Linked DNA regions of Mus musculus: region 1 is linked to region 2. The links are chromatin contacts, called in public Hi-C maps. All regions are on one chromosome and are shown on one strand. The core of a region is the stretch at or near the end of the contact, and the rest is flanking DNA. Distances in the headings are between cores, read along the strand shown.

The links. A called contact is a pair of places that touch in the nucleus more often than the background predicts.
Region 1: a contact with region 2 is called in a Hi-C map of cerebral cortex, with 4 times the contacts expected there. The contact joins two enhancer-like sites. A contact is called at or near these places in 9 of 39 promoter capture datasets (the 3T3-L1 cell line, the HPC-7 cell line, embryonic stem cells and 4 more), 1 of 15 datasets of contacts at CTCF or cohesin (CD8 T cells), 39 of 484 Hi-C or Micro-C datasets (the G1E-ER4 cell line, LSK cells, the N1E-115 cell line and 22 more), 3 of 115 datasets of contacts at active chromatin or transcription factors (astrocytes, embryonic midbrain and embryonic stem cells) and 2 of 9 other capture datasets (adipose tissue and pancreatic islet).

What each region holds. Positions count from the first base shown.
Region 1 is chr8:86,583,801-86,587,048 of GRCm38.p6, forward strand. No RefSeq gene overlaps it. Among named protein-coding and RNA genes, the nearest start is that of Abcc12, 19 kb to the left of the region's middle. Within about 2 kb of position 1,496, at least 93 of the 459 cell types and tissues checked have an H3K27ac peak or open chromatin away from gene starts, as enhancers often do. A contact at or near this core is called in cerebellar granule neurons, cerebellum, cerebral cortex and 6 more, where this site is marked.
Region 2 is chr8:86,473,990-86,477,606 of GRCm38.p6, forward strand. No RefSeq gene overlaps it. Among named protein-coding and RNA genes, the nearest start is that of Abcc12, 91 kb to the right of the region's middle. Within about 2 kb of position 2,267, at least 34 of the 459 cell types and tissues checked have an H3K27ac peak or open chromatin away from gene starts, as enhancers often do. A contact at or near this core is called in cerebellar granule neurons, cerebellum, cerebral cortex and 6 more, where this site is marked.

The sequences.
Region 1 (3,248 bases), core at 246-2,745, 110 kb after region 2:
CAAATTCCCAGTAGCAGGCTAAGCAGCCCCCTGGAAAATGTACTCCATGGAGCAGAGTTGGGGGCTGGCTTTATTTATTTATTTATTTATTTAGCCTTGGAGAAGGGAACCCTGACTGACACTCACCTCACCTCACCCAGCCCAACCCCCAGCTACAGACACAAGGGGTGGCTGACACAGAATAAGAAGCTTGGAGCAGGACATGGGTCCTTAGAGCTACATCCCCCATATTGGATGTTTGCCTGTCCCTCTGGTCCTTTCTTCTTCTGTCTTAGATCAAAGTGCAGACAAGTCTGTTCAAAGCCAGTGATGGGGTTCTGAGCCAGACACCCCTCCTGCCAGAGTGAGGATCCCTCTATCAGAATAAATGTTATTTATTTATATCAGATAAATGTTGTTATTAATCTGTTCCCATGCCGTGGGCCTCTTTGATTCTCCAGTGTATTTTCAAAACCTTTTTTTTAATGTCCAAGACACGATATGTAGAATTACAGATAACCAATTAAACTAAAAGAGTGCTATGTTAAAAACAAGGCAGGATATTATGAAACATAATCTACTGTGTTGACGCTCTAAGTAACATAATCTAGAAGGAGGTCTAATGACCACCAAGAGTCCAAAGCATCAATACACGTGAGGTTTGTGAAAACTGGGGCAACCAAATGAGATTTGAGAACGCCCATTGATGCCGCCATCCTCGTGAAGGTCGTGGATATGATGTATTTGATTACCTCCATTATGATAAAGGGAAAATGCTAAATTTCCATTAGTAAAAATAATGACATTTTTTTCTGTTCTAGCCCACAGGCACATGGACGACAGACAGGTCAGCTCTCAGACTGGTAATCTGTAAGGTTGCTTCTAACACAAATTATCTAGATGAGACAAGGGGATGTGTATAAAATGTGTTAGGACGTCAGTTTTGTTTTGTTTTGTTTTGTTTCTGGCAAGCCCCCGCTGACCTAGAACTCTGTAGACCAGGCTAGCCTCAAACTCAGAGATCTGCCTGCCTTTGCCTCCTAAGTGCTGTGAGTAAAGGCTCTTGCCACCAGCCCTATGTAAGAATTTGACAGTCTGAAGAGTTGGCACCAGAGTATCACATAGGTGGAAACTGCTTTTGTTCTGAGAACTGTCTGTTAGTCATAGTGGCCCATACATATACCCAGCCACATGAAAGGTTAGAACTGGAGCTACAAGTTCAAGGCCAGCTTGGACCACATAGTGAGTTTGAAACCAGCCACTGCAGAGTGGCTTTAATAAATTTGCTCTGAGTGATTTAGCTGCTGCTGACTTTGAAAATAATCCCAGAAATAGAGATTGATGGAAGAGATCGGGGCTGGGGAGGTAGGTGGAGTCCTGTGGATCGGTGGCAGTAGCCTCTTTCCCATCCTCTGACTCAGGGATCTGCGTTTTTCTGTCCGGATTCCGTGTAGATCACTGCAGTTTTGAGTCTACGGAGCCTTCCTGCATTACTAGGAAGAACCTGCCATCTGCTGGCCAGCTTGAGTAAAACATGAGGACCCTCCTGAAGGATGATGGCTGTTTGGGGAGGGCGTTCTGGTACAAAGGCCATTGCCACAAAATAGGTCTGGGAGGGACAGATATTTTCTATTAACAACTCTGGACTTGGAAGAAGCCGGATAGGATGGCACTTAGAAGGGCCCTTCGATTGCTCTTTGGGACTCCGAAAGTAACGAAAGGGGATAAAAGATTGAAGAAAAAAAAAAAAGTAACAGGGAAAATAGCTATTGAGAGAGAGAGAATGAGGATTTACAGTCAAAAAATACCCCACAAAAAGAAACAGGTGTCACTGGAGACGCCTCCGGGCGGAAGAAGATGAGAACATTTCCCCGCCTTCGGTGTAGACCGTGTTCTTCGGTTCTGAGATCGCATCGCCCTCAGGCAAAACTGTTCCTTCTGCACTGAACGTTCTTCCGACCCCATCCTTCTTATCTAAGTAAATGTTTGTTTGCTGCCGCTCTAGGGAATCTGCAGCAAGTCCGCTGGGCAAGCGAGCTCTATGGAAGCTCAGCTCAGCTCTTTGTCGACACCTCCTGGCACTGCTCTGGAACTGCCTGCTGACTTGTTTACTGCTTACTTCGTGTCTCCAGAGATCAAAACCCCCAGGCAGGGTATCATTTAAAGGCAGCTCTATCCTACTGTGAAAAACTATGCGAGACTATTAGCTTACTGGATTCATTTTTCTTGTGGAATTTTGAGGAACTTGGTGATCACAATTTGAAAACAAATAAAAATGCGTTGACACATTTTTTCCCCTAGAGATCTTCTGCCTAGAAGTTGAAAATCATTTCTTTTTCTATTTCAATATCTGCCAACACCCTTGAGGGGCCTGCCGGCATCCATAGCCTGCTCATAGCAAAAGCCTCGCGATTCTAGAGAGGGAACCCCTCCATTCAGTCCATGTGACTTGGAGCTGATCCTGTCCTCCCACACAGGAGTGACTGGGCCTGGCAAATCCAACTTCTAATAGCTTAACATGCTTGGTTCAGAGATGAGCATATGACTGAGCTAACCCAATGAGAAAATACCCTACTTTGAAACCTTGACTGAGAATTTCTGAACTTGGTAGGCCATGGTCCTGGAGCTTGTGGTCATTTGGTGCCGCCAGAAAGTGGAAAGTGGCCAGAAGTAAAGCCAGAGGTAAGACGGTGTCTACAAGATCAACATTCTTTCTGTACTGGCTCCAACCCAGAACTTTTACTGGACTTCCCCATTCCATTCCATGAGCCATAGCTACTGGGAAGACTTTTATAAAGAACATATTTTAGACAGTAGCTATCCCAGTGTCCAGTTAAATAGGAAGAATAAGGGAAGATGAAGGTTGGGGGTCAATTAACGTTTTGTCTCTAGGAATGTCCCTTACTCTCAGTGTACTGTGGGGAGCAGAACGCCACCCTCCCTTTCTCTTTCTCTCTCTCTCAGATGTATTTGTTTTTATTTTAGGTGTATGAATGTTTCACCTGCATGTATATCTGTTTATCACATGCATGCCCGGTGCCTGCAGAGGCCAGAAGAGGGCATCAGATCACTTAAAACTGGAGTAACATGAGCCGCCGTGTGAATGCTGGAAATTAAACCCGGGTTCTCTGAAAAAGCAGCCAGTGCTGTTAACAACTGAGCCACCACTCAAAATCAGACCAGTTTTAATGCTCCAGTCTTCCCATATCCACACCTTTGCTTCCTTTACAGTGAACTGCACTAGCAGCAGCAGCAGCAGCAGCAGCAGA
Region 2 (3,617 bases), core at 1,017-3,516:
CTCTTTAGAATATCTCATTTCTACCAGACCTGTTAGAAGCTGGCCACACTATCCTTTCCTACCCTGGGCCACAGACCCAAAATAGGATGCATCCCCTCTGTCTTAGATAGGGTTTTACTGCTGTGAACAGACACCATGACCAAGGCAAGTCTTATAAAAACAACATTTAATTGGGGCTGGCTTACAGGTTCAGTCAGAAGTTCCATCCATTATCATCAAGGTGAGAGCATGGCAGGCATGGTGCAGGAGGAGCTGAGAGTTCTATGTCTTCATCCAAAGGATGCTAGTGGAAGACTGACTTCCAGGCAACTAGGGTGAGGATCTTATACCCACACCCACAGTGACACACCCATTCCAACCAGGTCACACCTATTCCAACAAGGCCACACCTTCAAATGATGCCACTCCCTGGTCCAAGGATATACAAACCATCACACCCTCCTTCCCAGAGACCACTGGGTCAACAGCTCTGGATAGGGAAGATATCTGTTGGTTCAGAGGGAGGGGTTACTGTATTAGCCAAGCATCTCATAAATGTCAAATAGAGGTCCAGCCCCTTGCATGTTGGTCCTGATGCTCAGAGGGTAGACCATGAGAGGCTTCCATATGCTTGGGCATTAGTGGAAGCCTTCTCTAGACTACTCATCCCTCAACACTCTGTCTTGAAAACGGGGGCGGGGTTGGGGAAGATGGAGGATGGGAGATGGGGCATGGGGCATGGGGAGGCCCATGGCATGGGGCAAGACACCACGGCAGGGAGACCACAAGACAAACGCCAAAGGCTTCCTGTTTGCACAAGGATCTAGGAACTATAGTTCCAAGTTATTTATCTTCTCCTGTAGAGTTTTCTGCTCCTAGGGGAGAACCAAAGACAGTGTGGGCAAAAGTCCTGCCTGGATTTTGCCTCACAAAAATCACAGACCCACCGAAGGACCGTAAAGGGCTAAATTGTAGGTGCGCCCAAAGTATATACTGAAGTCATTGGCCCAGGGACCCTGTAATTAATGCTGCTCCTTTGGAATCCATTTTCAACCAGAAAGAGTGATTTTGGTTTGGTTTGGTTTGGTTTGGTTTGGTTTGGTTTGGTTTGGTTTGGATTTTTTGTTTTTAGGTCTTTTCAGAATGCAAAGATCTCATTTGATAAGCACTGGTGTATGTCCTTCGTGATGAATTGATCATTCTAAGTAAATACTGCCCAAGATGTGAATGACAATAAGAATACTGTGGCCGCTCAGCAACATGGGGAAATCAGACTTCAGCAGGGACCCATTTTCCACTGCCATGTCTTTAAATCACAGGGAATAAAGAAAGCCTTGCATGTTGAATCCACTGTTGCCCCATCCAGGTTCTATTTCCTGATATATTAAATAGCTCCAATTTACAAGTTTTCTTGCTTTCCTAGCTATTCTTAACCATGCTTTCAAAACCCCTCAACTCTTCCCTAGTTCCCCATCCAAATCTCCATCCTGCTTTTCCAAAGAGAGCTTCCAGAGTAGTACTGAACTGGAACAACACTTCCTGCATACAATAGGTACTAAATGAATGCTCAGATAGGTTACACAAGTCCTTTATCTTAATCTTAGCCTGATGGAGAACTACAGAATCAGAAACATACTGACCACGCCTAGCCCCCAACTCTCCTTTGCTCTCTCCCATGCTTGTTACGCAAAAGTCATCACTCAGAATCAGTTTCCCATCGGCATCCTTGGAAAAGTCCCCTCAAAGGAAGAATCCCCCTGAGTCGTGGTTTAGAGATGAAGCACAGAGAACAGCTTGCATCAGCTACACACAGCCGCCTGTACCTACCAACACAAGGCCAATAGGTCAGACTGGGGAGACATTCTGATGGAGCCTCGGTGGCAGGGCCACTGCGGAGGAAGGAAGCCACGGTCTGCCAAATGAGGTGTGGAGCCAAGTACATTACCTAGATCCTAAATCACACAATTAGTCATGAAATAATCTTTGCTTTGTCTTTCTCTCTTCCTCTCTTTGTAAGCAGCTCTGCCTTGGACTCTATACCCCTGACCACAGCAGCCTCTAGTGGCAGCAAGCTGGAGCACACAAGACAGCAAAGGACCCCAGGAGGAAGACTTTGCAGGGTCTGAGGTTAGCAAACATACTGTTATTGCTATGTTCATACCAACATTGTGAAAACGGAGAGGCCTAGGGTTCCCTGTGGTGGGGACGTTGAGTAAGGGGTTAGTAAGAGAGAGAATCTGAGCCTCCCAGCCATTGGTTCAGATGCAAGAAACGGCAGCCAGGCCCTGAGTAGAGTCGTATCCAGAAGAATGAGCTGTCAGAGAGGAGGTGGACCACCAGGCTTCACCCAAGGGCTTATGCCTCTGATTTTCCACATGCCCTCACAAATATCTGACAGCTGCCAAAGTAAGACAAATGTGACAGCATCCTTGACCAAACAGAGAAATTTTCTCTTCCCAGGGAATGACTTAAAAACCTCAGACTCATCGACTGGATGACAGCTGAAGGAACTTTTCCCAGAGAAATCACAACCACAAAAGCACATTGGAAACATTCTAGCAGAGCTTCAGGATATTCATCTCAGCATTGGATGGATGCTGAGCCTGAATCTCACAGGGAGCCTGTCATAGCTTTAGCCGTCAGCTTGACACAAACCTGGAGCCACAGGGGAGAGGGAATCTTAACTGAACGCTTGCCTATGGGCTTGTCTGTGGAACACTGTCTTGATTGATGATGTAGGAGGGCCCACTATGGGTGGTACCATCCCTAGGCAGCTATGAAAGAAAGCTGAAAGTAAGCCTGGGAACAAGCCACTAAGCAGCATCCCTCTATGCTTTCTGCTTAGTTACTGCCTACAAGCTCCTGCCATGAGCTCATGTCCTGACTTTCCTCAGTAATAGACTTTTAAAATGAAGTGCAAGTTGAAATAAATAAACCCTTTCCTTCCCAAGCTATTTTGGCCAATGTTTTATCACAGTAACAAAGAGCAAATGAGAACAGAGTCCACTTTGACAAATCCTTCTGTCCCCCCCACCCCCACCCCCTAGCTCTCCTCTGACACCTAGGGAGCAGTCAGAAATACCAATCTTCCCTGGGCTGGGCAGGAAATGAACTTGTGGACACCTGTGTGAGCTGAGGCCATTCTGGTAACACCCTCACTAACCCATTGTTATAGCAAAATACCTAAGAGTAGAAAATTTTATAAAGGAAATGCATTTCTTTCCTACAGTTCTTGAAGGTGTAAACTCAAGGTTGAAGGCCTGGGCATGGGTATGAATCTGCAGAGTCCTGAGGCAGCTGATAGCATTTACTCAGTGTCTGGGTTAGATCCATACTGCTGTAATAAAGATCACAGCCATAAGCAACTTGGTGAGGTAAAGAGCTGTTAACAAAGAGGGGGAAAGAGAAAGACAAAGCAAAGATTATTTCATGACTAATTTTGTGATTTAGGGTTTGGGTAATGAACTTGGCCCCCTGGCCTTATTTGGCAGTCTGTGGCTCCCTCCTTTCACAGTGGCCCTGCCACAGTGCCTCCATCAGAAAGTCTCCCTAATTCTTGCCACAGCTATTGGCTGTCAGATCTTTATTACAACCAATCAGCAGCAAGACAACCTCTGAGCATTTCTAGATTGCCTTTA